Linked DNA regions of Mus musculus: region 2 is linked to region 1. Evidence: chromatin contacts called from public targeted proximity ligation data. All regions are on one chromosome and are shown on one strand. The core of a region is the stretch at or near the end of the contact, and the rest is flanking DNA. Distances in the headings are between cores, read along the strand shown.

Evidence for each region.
Region 2: a contact with region 1 is called in a targeted proximity ligation map of pancreatic cancer cells. A contact is called at or near these places in 2 of 484 Hi-C or Micro-C datasets (the G1E-ER4 cell line and embryonic stem cells), 2 of 130 datasets of targeted methods (embryonic stem cells and pancreatic cancer cells) and 2 of 9 other capture datasets (adipose tissue and liver).

The regions. Positions count from the first base shown.
Region 1 is chr19:37,262,348-37,268,211 of GRCm38.p6, forward strand. It overlaps 4931408D14Rik (RIKEN cDNA 4931408D14 gene), which reads right to left and starts at 1,748. Exons shown (of 3, transcript NR_040299.1): 1 at 1,507-1,748; 2 at 1,250-1,388.
Region 2 is chr19:37,387,770-37,393,616 of GRCm38.p6, forward strand. Kif11 (kinesin family member 11) reads left to right here. Exons shown (of 22, transcript NM_010615.2): 7 at 2,543-2,633; 8 at 2,880-3,122. It also overlaps the pseudogene Gm8663. Among named protein-coding and RNA genes, the nearest start is that of Kif11, 14 kb to the left of the region's middle.

The sequences.
Region 1 (5,864 bases), core at 498-2,997:
TGTTGAATTTGTGATAAACATAGCAACAGCAAACAGCATAAAATTAAAGACCAGCTGAGTATGTGAGCCCAGGGCTGATGCCCTCTTACTTCAATTCAACAGAACTGAGTGTTGACCTGAGGGCACCAGACACCAGATTAAACAGTGAATTAAATGTGCGTAAGAGGTTGGAGATGTTTCCCATTAGTCATCAAAGAATGAATGTGGACATTTACCTCCACTTGCCAACGCAAACCTCACTAGCATAACAGCAGAGATTTAAGTTTAAAGGTCAACCTCAGAATAAACAGGCCCTGCAAGGAGAAACAGAAGCACGAAACCTGATATATGTTAGCTTTTCAGCAAACACGAGAAAACCCAAATGAGTAGGCAGGCCTTGTGCCTCATCCTGTAATCCTATCACTGGGGAAGCTGAGGCAGGAGGATCACCTTGAATTCAAAACCAGTCTGGACTACATAGCAAGCTACTGCAGAGAAAGGTTAGAGACATGACTTAGGCTTAAGAAAACACACACTCTCTCACATACACATGTACACACATACACATACACATTCATTCATACAATATACTCATTCATATATATATATATATATATATATATATATATATATATATATATACACGCACATAGTTAAATATACACACTCACAATACACATAACACATTCATACACACTAACTCATATGTGTATATGTATAGTTACATATGCATACTCTCACATATTCATAACACAGTATACATTCATACTCATACATATATACACACTCATACACAAGCATTTACTCATATACTCACTCATATACACATACTCTTTTTTTATACACACATACACAATACACACTCATATACACAATTTAAATAATAAATATATTTATGAAATTGAAAGAGAGAGGTTAAGTCAGCAAGGTGTACCTGCAATTTTTTCCCCTGCTGAGTACTTAAAAGCTCTGAACAGCAGAATGGGGAGGGAGTCAGTCAGTCAATTGAGAATTCATGTCTGATCCCTAGCACACACACAAATCAGGCCTGGTAGCACACACTTGTAACCCCAGTGCGGGCAAGGCAAAGGCAGGACAGTCCCTAGGCTTTGGTGGCCAGCCAGCCTATCCTTCTTTGTGAGCACCGTTTCAAGAGCAAGATAGATAGCTCCTGGAAAATAATATCCAAGGACGACTTCTGCCGCCCTCCCTCGCCCCCCCCCAGCCCCCCCCCCCCACACACACACTGAAGGGATGAACAAGGACTCACTGCAAATAAGATTTACAGTGATACAGGTTACAATGCTCACTGCACGGGCAGACCATTGGAGATTTACTCTCCCAAGTGACGACTCAGCAAAGCTCTGGACTTCAGGGCCTCAGTCACCCCTGCAGGCAGCAAGGCTGTTCTGAAAAGAAGAGAATCCATAAGTGCCTAGGCGCCTAGCCACGCCCCATTCCCACAAACCCTTGTCTGCTCAGCATCCTGGATGGTAGCAGGTAATTTCGGTGTGGCTTTCAGGCTACCTTTACTGTTTCTGATTTCTTGTAGAAGTCCACATTGCAATTCCTTTCTGGGTGGCGGTTTGGTAACGTATCAGAATCCTTAACCGTGGTTGTTAGGCGCGAGGACCCACAGCTTCGTGGCTGTCCTGGGCTTCTCTGACCTCAGCTCCAGCTTCGAGGGACTCCGGGCTGACCCAGAGTTTGCCAGAGCTGCAGGAGGTGTTGGATCACTCAGAGAAGATGTTTGTGCAAAGCGAAAGTCTACTGAAAACTGCTCAACAAGGCACTGGACGCTATGGTCAAAGTGCACACGGTATTGCCAAACATCAAGAGTTTTGAAGAAGAGCCAACAACAGTTTTGAGCAATTTGGGTGAAGGAGGGCGTTCTTTCTGACTGGACATGTGACCCTTGCCCCTAGTTCCGGGCTGCTGTTCTGTGGATCCAACTCTTGTTTGTAAATCAGCCTCAGAGGCTGAAGATGTCTGTCTGCCTCCCAGAGGATGGGCGACTTCAGGGATAGGACTCAAAGAGAGCAAGCTCCGAGCTTCCAGGCACAGAGCCAGCTGGTGCAAGGAAAACGACCAGGGGCAAAAAGGAGCACCACACAAAACAAACGCAGTCTATTGTCCAAAAAGACCTACAGTCATTAATATGATCAAGCTGAACAGCAGGGAGTCAAAATAGCCAAGGGAACAGAAAACCATTTAACAAAAACACAAAAAAGGCTCAATCCATTAGCGCTCAATACTCCAGCAACGCACCAGACAGTAATCGACCTATCAGAGAGAAAATGCACAAAGCCAAGTGGAACCTAGCCAGTCCTAGCCGGTGCCGTTAGTCATCTGGATCTGTTGACATTTGAAGAACACTCATCCGACAAGTATGGGTGAACATCACTCTCAAATTCAGATAAAATATTCGCTGAGGTTACATTCCAGACTGAAAACCACACTTAAACAAGCTTAAAAACAAAAGCCCTAGAAAATAGGCGTCGGCATCTGGCATGATAACACTCACCTCTCATCCCAGCACTCAGGACTGTGAGCTAGAAGCTTGGCCTCTAGCAAGCCACTATCTGGAAGCAAACAAATGCATGATCTTGGAGTTGAGTGAAATTAAACTAAGAATAGTGGAAACATTGCCGGGAAACCTCTAAATATTTGACAAATGCACGCTATATTTCTAAACTGGTGACACATGCTGTTAGACCCAAATACTTGCCAGCAGAGGTAGGAGGATTTTTTTTTTTTTTGAGTCCACAAAGTCCAAGGTCATACTAGACTAGGCTTACCATCTTAGAATTGCAAAAAACAAAAGGCACATCACCACCCAAAACAAACCAAAATGAATTTATTTCTAAATGTCACATAGGTCAAAGATGTCTCAAGAGAAACCTGAATATTTTTTTTTTAAGATTTATTTATTTATTATATGTAAGTACACTGTAGCTGTCTTCAGACACTCCAGAAGAGGGCGTCAGATCTTGTTACAGATGGCTGTGAGCCACCATGTGGTTGCTGGGATTTGAACTCTGGACCTTCGGAAGAACAGTTGGGTGCTCTTACCCACTGAGCCATCTCACCAGCCCGAAACCTGAATATTTTAAACTGAATGAAAATATAATGTATTCAAATGTGTGTGTGATACAACAAAAACAGAGTTGGGGTGGGGCAGATCTGCAACACTGAATAGCACATGTAAGAAAACAGTGGCCAGTGTAGGTGCCTGCAGCCTTGGCACTTAGGAAGAAAAATGATGAAAAATATCTGTAGATACAAGCGATGTAATTAGGTGAATAAGATACATTTGTAGTACTAATTTTTCCAAATTAGTTTTAAAATCAGTTCCTGGCGTTTTCTCCAATGATGACAAGAATTCTTTGGAGGGGAAACAACAGGACCAAGAATAATCTCACCTACCTTCTTTTTGGACAGGGTCTAGCTGTGTAGCCCCAGCTAAGCCTAAAACTTGCCATCCTCCTGTCTCAACCTCCTAAGTTCTGGGATTACAGGTGTGCACGCCTGGCTCTTGTCACATTTTTTGCTGATTTCTATATTACATAAATGGGAGTTGGCGGTGACATCAGGTTTTGTGTGGAACAGTCTCACTGAGAAGTGCTTTGTCTCCGCCTCGTGGTCAGGACTGGCTTTGCACTGTCAGCAGCACCCTTCCGCAGGCTAGTTCAATCAGAATGGCTAGAATAGCATCAGAATATGATCTAAATAAAACTCAACGAAGTTCTTATCATACAGATCAAAGTGTGGATACTTCGATTCTTCTTAGAAGGTGGAACAAAAAACCCGTGGAAGGAGTTACAGAGACTGAAGGATAGGCCATCCAGAGACTGTCCCACCTGGGGATCCATCCCATATACAACCACCAAACTCAGACACTATTGTGGATGCCAACACGAGCTTGCTGACAGGAGCCTGATATAGCTGTCTCCTGAGAGGCTCTGCCAGCGCCTGACATATACAGAAGTGGATGCTCACAGCTATCCCTGGGACTAAACCACCAACCAAAGAAAACACACGGTGGGACTCATGGCTCCAGCTGCATATGTAACAGAGGATGGCCTAGTCAGTCATCAATGGGAGGAGAGGCCCTTGGTCCTGTGAAGGTTCTATGCCCCAGTATAGGGGAATGCCAGAGCCAGGAAGCAGGAGTCTGTGGGTTGGGGAGCAGGGGGTGGAGGAAGGGGATAGGGGATTTTCGGAGGGGAAACAATGAAAGGGGATAACATTTGAAATGTGAATAAAGAAAATAATCTAAAAAAAAAAAAAAACCCAAACAACAACAAAAAACCCTCAAAGAAAAAGGTGGGCATGGTGGCAGACTCCTTTAATCCCAGCACTTCGGAGGCAGAGACAAAGCAAATCTGTGTGAGTTCAAGGCTAGCCTAGAATAAACAGTGTGACCCTGTCTTTTAAAAAAGGCTGGCAAGATGGAAGATGGTACAGCTAGTAACTCACTTGCTGCCAAGTCCAAGGACCTGTGCTCATTCCCTGAGGTCCACTTGGTAGAAAGAGAACCACCCGCTTATTATCCTGCCCTCCACATTGGTGGTGTGGCACGGGCACCTCTCACCCGCCCCCCTCCACCTCAAAACACTCACACACTTTTTATTTTTATTTTTTTAAAGCCAGGAGTGGTACGGCTTAGCTGGCCAGCGGACCCCAGGGCAATGAAGGATGCTGTTTTATAACACAAGGTGCAAAGCACCTGAGGAGTGACACCAGAAGACTCTGACACTCCCATGAACACACACATCATTTTAAAATATTAAAGTAAAAAAAAAATAACTTCCCAATTGATCAGTGTTCTACAGCAGAGATGCCGAGATGATGGTCTCACAGTTGGAATAGATGCCAGCGCCTCCCCCCAGCCTCCATGAAGCAGTGTGCTACATATCCATACCCTTGGAGCTCATGTTTCTGATTCCCCAGTGTTGGGATCATAGGCATGCACGGCCAGACCTAGTTGGGGACAATTTTTTTTTTAAGTTTATGTAAGTACACTGTCGCTGTCCTCAGACACACCAGAAGAGGGCACCGAATCCCATTACAGATGGTTATGAAGTCACCACGTGGTTGCTGGGAATTGAACTCTCAGGACCTCTGGAAGAGCAGTCAGTGCTCTTAACCACTGAGCCATCTCTCCAGCCCAGGGACAAACTCTTAAGACTTGTATTTCTCATCTCAAACGCATACAGACTTCTCAAAGACACATCCATGAGAACTTTAAGTGTATGCTAACCACTGAGGACCCCAAATAAGTGAACGCAAACTTTTTTTTGGAACATACTTCTTGGCCACATGGTAGCACAGGACTATAATCTGAGTACCAGAAAGGTGGAGGGGAGAGGGTCAGGAGGGCAGCCTGAATTCCAGGTCAGCCCTCATAAGCAAGTCTATATCTCATCTTGTCCCCACCCTTTTAGAGAAAGGGTCTAGCCTCACTGAATAGTCCTGGCTAGTTAGGAATTTCCTATGTAGACAGGTTGGCCTCAAACTCAGAGGTCTCCCTGTCTCTACCTATGTTGGGCCTAAATCACCACACCAACTCCATCTGCTTTTAAACAAACCAGAGTCTTGCTTTGCTCCCCTTGTTTGAAGGCATTCCGTAAGCGCCACGCTCTCCCATTTTTCCCAGTGCTCATAACCTTGCTGCGCTGTCTAGGACCTCAGACACAAGTCTGAACAGAGAAGGTGGCCTCGTGAGGGCCTTAGGAGAAGTGTCAGCGCCCCATCATTAAGCAGCAGCTGTCTGCCACACAGGGTCCCCTAGCAGGGCAGAGGCGGGCTCTGCACTTGTTGAAGCTTTCCTCATCAAATACTCTCATAAGCCTACTGTCATATCATATGCTGTTACACCCCTA
Region 2 (5,847 bases), core at 2,667-5,166, 130 kb after region 1:
ACAAAGCACAGCCTTTTCCTATTACCTCTAACCTTTCTGTTGACTCAAAAACCAAACCAAAGCAAGGTGTGGTGGCCTATGACTTGATCACAACACTTAGGAGGCAAGTAGAATTCCAGGCCACCCAAGGCTACAGAGTAAGACTGTGTCTCAAAATCAACCATAAACCAAACCAGAGATTTGAATGAAACTATGCCTTCTGGAATTTAGGATGAAATACACAGAGCCTAAACTACCTATTAAAGGTAGCCTCTTGGGCACATTTATACAATTCTTATTAAAAAATTGTATGGTTTTAATAAAAGGACAAATGTTAATTTTCATTCTTTTGTGGAATTTGATTTTTTTTTTTTTTTTTTTGGGTGGTTGTACTGGGAATTAAATCCAGGGCACTTTATCACTGAGCTATAGAAACTGAGACCAAATCTTTGTTTTAAAATGATTTTTCTTAAGAGTCAACGCACAGACGGTCACCATCCCTGGTATTCATGAAAAGGGAGAAAGGAACACATTTCTCTGTACTGCTTGTTACTGTGCCTGGTTATTTTATTTAATATATAAAACAAAGATGGGGTAGACAGTAGAGGGTGGTAGTCAGGGGTGGTGGGAGAAGGAGGAGGCGGTGAATCGCTTATAAATGGCGCCCAAGCAGGACCCGAAGCCAAAATTCCAGGAGGGTGAGCGAGTGCTGTGCTTTCATGGCCTCTTTATGAAGCAAAGTATGTAAAGTTGCCATAAAGGACAAACAAGTGAAATACTTCATCCATTACAGTGGTTGGGATAAAAATTGGGATGAATGGGTGCCAGAAAGCAGAGTACTCAAATACGCGGACACCAATTTGCAGAAACTGTGAGAACTTCAAAAGGCCAATCAGGAACAATATGCAGAGGGCAAGATGAGAGGGGCTGCTCCGGGGAAGAACAACAGAAAAATCCGGTCTGCAACAGAAAAATGTTGAAGTGAAAACAAAAAAGAACAAGCAGAAAACACCTGGAAACGGAGATGGTGGCAGTACCAGTGAGACACCTCAGCCTCCTAGGAAGAAGAGAGCCCGGGTAGATCCTACCGTTGAAAATGAAGAAACCTTCATGAACAGAGTTGAAGTTAAAGTGAAGACTCCTGAAGAGCTGAAACCCTGGCTTGTGGATGACTGGGACTTGATTACCAGGCAAAAGCAGCTTTTTTATCTGCCTGCCAGGAAGAATGTGGATTCCATTTTGGAGGATTATGCAAATTATAAGGAAATACAGATAATAAGGAGTAAGCTGTTAATGAGGTGGTGGCAGGGATAGAGAAGTGCTTCAATGTCATGTTGGGCACTCAGCTCCTCTACAAAGTTGAGAGACCACAGTATGCTGAAATCCTCGCCGATCACCCGGATGCGCCCATGTCCCAGCTGTATGGAGCGCCACATTTGCTGAGATTATTTATGCGAATTGGAGCGATGTTGGCCTACACGCCTCTAGATGAGAAAAGCCTTGCTTTGCTACTGAACTATCAAGTACCTGGCGAAGAATTCTGCAACTGTGTTCAGTGCCGGTGATGATGAAGTGGCTCCTCCTCAGGGACACCGGAAAGCCGTGTGAGGGCTGGGATCTCTGTAAACAGTTTGGTTCTTAGTCCTTCTCTTGTACAAATGATGTACTTTGAAGACTGTTAGTATATAACAGAGTTGATGTTTGTTTTCTGTTTGATTTTAAACAGAGAAAATAAAAGGAGTAACTGAAAAAAAAACCCAAAAAACAAAGATCATTTTTTTATGAATAAAAAAATTAACTTAGCTTTCCCAAGGCAGTTGATATTTATGCTTAATTCCATCAATCCCACAATCTTAAGCTAGAAACCTGTGGGTAGGGCTAGCTGTTGATATGGCCTCTTAAGGGACTTGTCCTGCTAATTTAGCCCTAAAACCCACCCATCTAAAGGTAGAAGGAAAGAGCCAACTCCACATGGAATGTGCTCTACCCCTTACTGTATACATGCTCAATCCACACATCATGCTTTTTATAACATTAATAATATAATATAATATAATCAGTGGATAATAATAGAAAAACATTGGCTAAATAGAACTCAGGGGTATAGTTTGTTTTCCTCGCACCCGTCCCCTTTCTGTAATTTAAATAACTTATAAAATAAGAATTTTTAAAAGTACAAAGGAGACAATACAAAATGACCATAGTCGCCAATCCTAATGATATTAATAAACACACTGATGTTCTGGTTGGCAGCCATCTGCTCTGAAACGCTCTTTTTTTTTTTATTTCAGATTTTCCCCCAAATTCTTTGAATGTGTGTATGTGTTGCTGGGTATGGAACCCAGGAATTGCAAAAGTTCTAGGGTAGTTTTGATAGCTTCTTTGATAGGGTCAGTATTGTAGGTAGCAGGTAGAATTTTGTCTTTCCAAGTTCAATTTTCTGATTAATGATGTCTTGGTCCTCCCTGGTACATTCAGAGCTTCCTTTCCTGCTTTTAGTATTTGATAGGGAACAGATAACATTTTCATTGTAATGAGTCGACAACTTGATCTTTTTTTCTAGTCGTTCACACTCAGTTTTTTCTGTTACGATACACATGAAAGAAACAACAATTGATGGAGAAGAGCTTGTTAAAATTGGAAAGTTGAATTTGGTAAGTATCCTGCCTTGATGCCACTGTGCTAGTCTTGATTTCTTCCTGGAAAAGCTGAAATTCTCACTTATGTACAGTATTTTCATAGTTAACTTCATCAACTAGCTTTGAAGTGGGAGAAGGAATTTGTTGTGAAAATTTATTTTACTATGATTTAGAACATGGTATAGAGTAAAATATATAAAAGAATACAAATCTTTGAATCTAAATACAATAGATTGACCTTTTTCTTTTTTTAAATTAAAGGTTGATCTTGCAGGAAGTGAAAATATTGGGCGTTCTGGAGCTGTTGACAAGAGGGCCCGGGAAGCTGGAAATATCAACCAATCCCTCTTGACTCTGGGAAGAGTTATTACTGCTCTTGTGGAAAGAACACCTCATATTCCTTATCGAGAATCTAAACTAACTAGAATCCTGCAAGATTCTCTTGGGGGACGTACAAGAACATCTATAATTGCAACCATTTCCCCTGCATCTTTCAATCTTGAGGTAAGCCCTTTGAGAAAATGCAGCAACCGTGGGAACTATAAGCCTTTCTTAGCTGTCATATTTTTAAAGTTCATTTACTGGCTTCCTTCTCTACTATAAAAATTGAACAATCTGGTACAATAAAAAGCCAGTTATGACTTCCAAAGTAGTTTTTTCTTTCTTTTCTTTTTTTCTTTTGCTTCTTCTTTCTTCTTCCTAATTTTTTCTTTCTCCTTCTCCTCCTTCTCCTCCTCCTCTTCTTCCTCCTCTTTCTTTTTTAAATTTTTCGAGACAGGGTTTCTCTGTGTTCCTCTGGCTGTCCTGGAACTCACTCTGTAGACCAGGCTGGCTTCGAACACAGAAATTCGCCTGTCTCTGCCTTCCAAGTGCTGGGATTAAAGGCATGCGCCACCACCGCCCAGCACTGCCAGTGTTCTTAACAAGTGAGCCATCTTATCAGCCCTGGTTTCACAATTTAAAAAAAAAAGAGAGAGATATTGTCTTAGTCAGGGTTTCTATTCCTGCACAAACATCATGACCAAGAAGCAAGTTGGGGAGGAAAGGATTTATTCAGCTTACATTTCCACATTGCTGTTGATCACTAAAGGAAGTCAGGACTGGAACTCAAGCAAGTCAAAAAGCAGGAGCTGATACAGAGGCCACGGAAGGGTTTTTCTTTGCTGGCTTGCTTCCTCTGGCTTGCTCAGCCTGCTCTTTTATAGAACCAAGACTACCAGCCCAGAGATGGCCCCACCCACAAGATGGACCCCCCAACCCCCCATCACTAATTGAGAAAATGCCTTACAGCTGGATCTCATGGAGGCATTTTCTCAACTCAACTGTGATAACTGTGTCAAGTTGACACAAAACTAGTTAGTACATATATGTATATATACACACACATACATACATACACTCATTTGTTTACTTATTTTGTATGTATGTATGTATGTATGTATGTATGTATGTATGTATGTATGTTTTGGGGGTAGGGGGTCTACAAATAGGAGTCAGAAAATAACTTGTGACTGTCAATTCTCCCCTTGTGGACTCCAGCAGGAATCAAGCTCAGGTCATTTGGCTTGGTGGCAAGTGTCTTTGCTCAGTGAGTCATCTTGCTAGCCCTTCATACATTATTTAAACAATCGAACCAAGATCGCTGGGCCTGAAGGAATGACTCAGTGGTTAAGAGATTTGACTGTTTTACCACATGACCAGTGTTTGATTTCCAGCACCCACATGATGACTCACAACTGTTTGTAACTCCATGCTTAGGGATCTCTTGCCCTTTTCTGACTGCCTTAGGCACTAGGCCTGCACACAGTGCACAGACTTACACTCAGGCAAAATACTCATGCACGTCAATAAAAATATTGCTGAATGTCAGTAGTGATGGGTAGTATGTAGGGTTCATTAAGGACTCAGACCAAGTTAAGTCCTTTTGGGGCACTGAATTCTAGTACTTGGCATGTTATTTTCATTACACTATGCAATGTTAAAATTTTTTTATATATCAACACTTCTTTTTTTTTTTAAAGATTTATTTAGTTTATGTATGAGTACACTGTCGATGTCTTCAGACACAGCAGAAGAGAGCATCAGATCTCATTACAGGTTGTGAGCCACCATGTGGTGTCTGGGAATTGAACTCAGGACCTCTGGAAGAGTAACCAGTTCTCTTAGCCACTGAGCCATCTCTTTAGTCCCCTCTTAATTCTTTTTTAATGGGTGCATAATTAATTATGTGGATATAGGTATTGTGTAACACGGTTTCTGGGATCTCATGAACAAATGTCTACTCACCTCAGAGAACACATGCAGACCAAAGTAAAGACATCACCAGAGCTCAACTCGGTGAGCTAGTGGGTTTTATTGGGGTTACTTACCGTAATATGAGTGAGAGATCACTTGTACAAGGACATCTGAATCACCAGAGCCTCCCCATCCTCAGTGTGCATTTGCTCATGACTGTGTAACTTGCCTTCAGCTCAACAGGCTGACAAAGGGGTGGGGGAGGCCTGCTGTCTGCCTCTTCTAGGCAGCGCGGTTTGTTGGTAGTAGCTCTGCTGGTCTGAGAGTGTCTCGCTGGGAGGGGCCCACTGTGTCTAGTTCAGGAACTTTCTGGTCTGAGGGTATCTCTCAGTAGTCCTTACTACGTACAGTGTACTTAGAGAGGGAGGAGCCTGGTATATCTGTTTCAGGAACTTGCATTGTATTTCTGAGCTGCCCTGCAATATGGAATGTAGTAAGACTACCCTTAGAACATCATCCTTAATGAATTTCCTTCCAAGATGAAAGATTTTATCTTTGAGAAAATTGTTACATAAAAGGACATTTTGTTTACTTACCAGTTGGTGGAATTCATTGAGTTTAAGACCTGTGTAGGAGGCTTGAACTGATGGCTCTGTTGGTAAAGTGCTTGTCATGAGGAGACCCAAGTTCCAAGTTCAGATTCCCAGTTTTCACATCAGAGCTAAGTTTGGTGATGCAGTTCTGGCTTTGGGAGGAGACATTCACAGCTTTGGAGCTCACTGGCCAGCCAGGCTAGCTAGGTTGACACGTTTCAGGTTCATTGAAAGGCTCCACCTCAAAGCATAAGATGGAGAGTGATAAAGATGTTCAACCTTGTCCTGATGGCTTTCACACTCATGCACACATACAGCACACACAAAGATAAAACAGTGTATAAATAGACCATACACTAAACACAGATAGAAATTATGATTGTAAGTTATGTAGTACATTT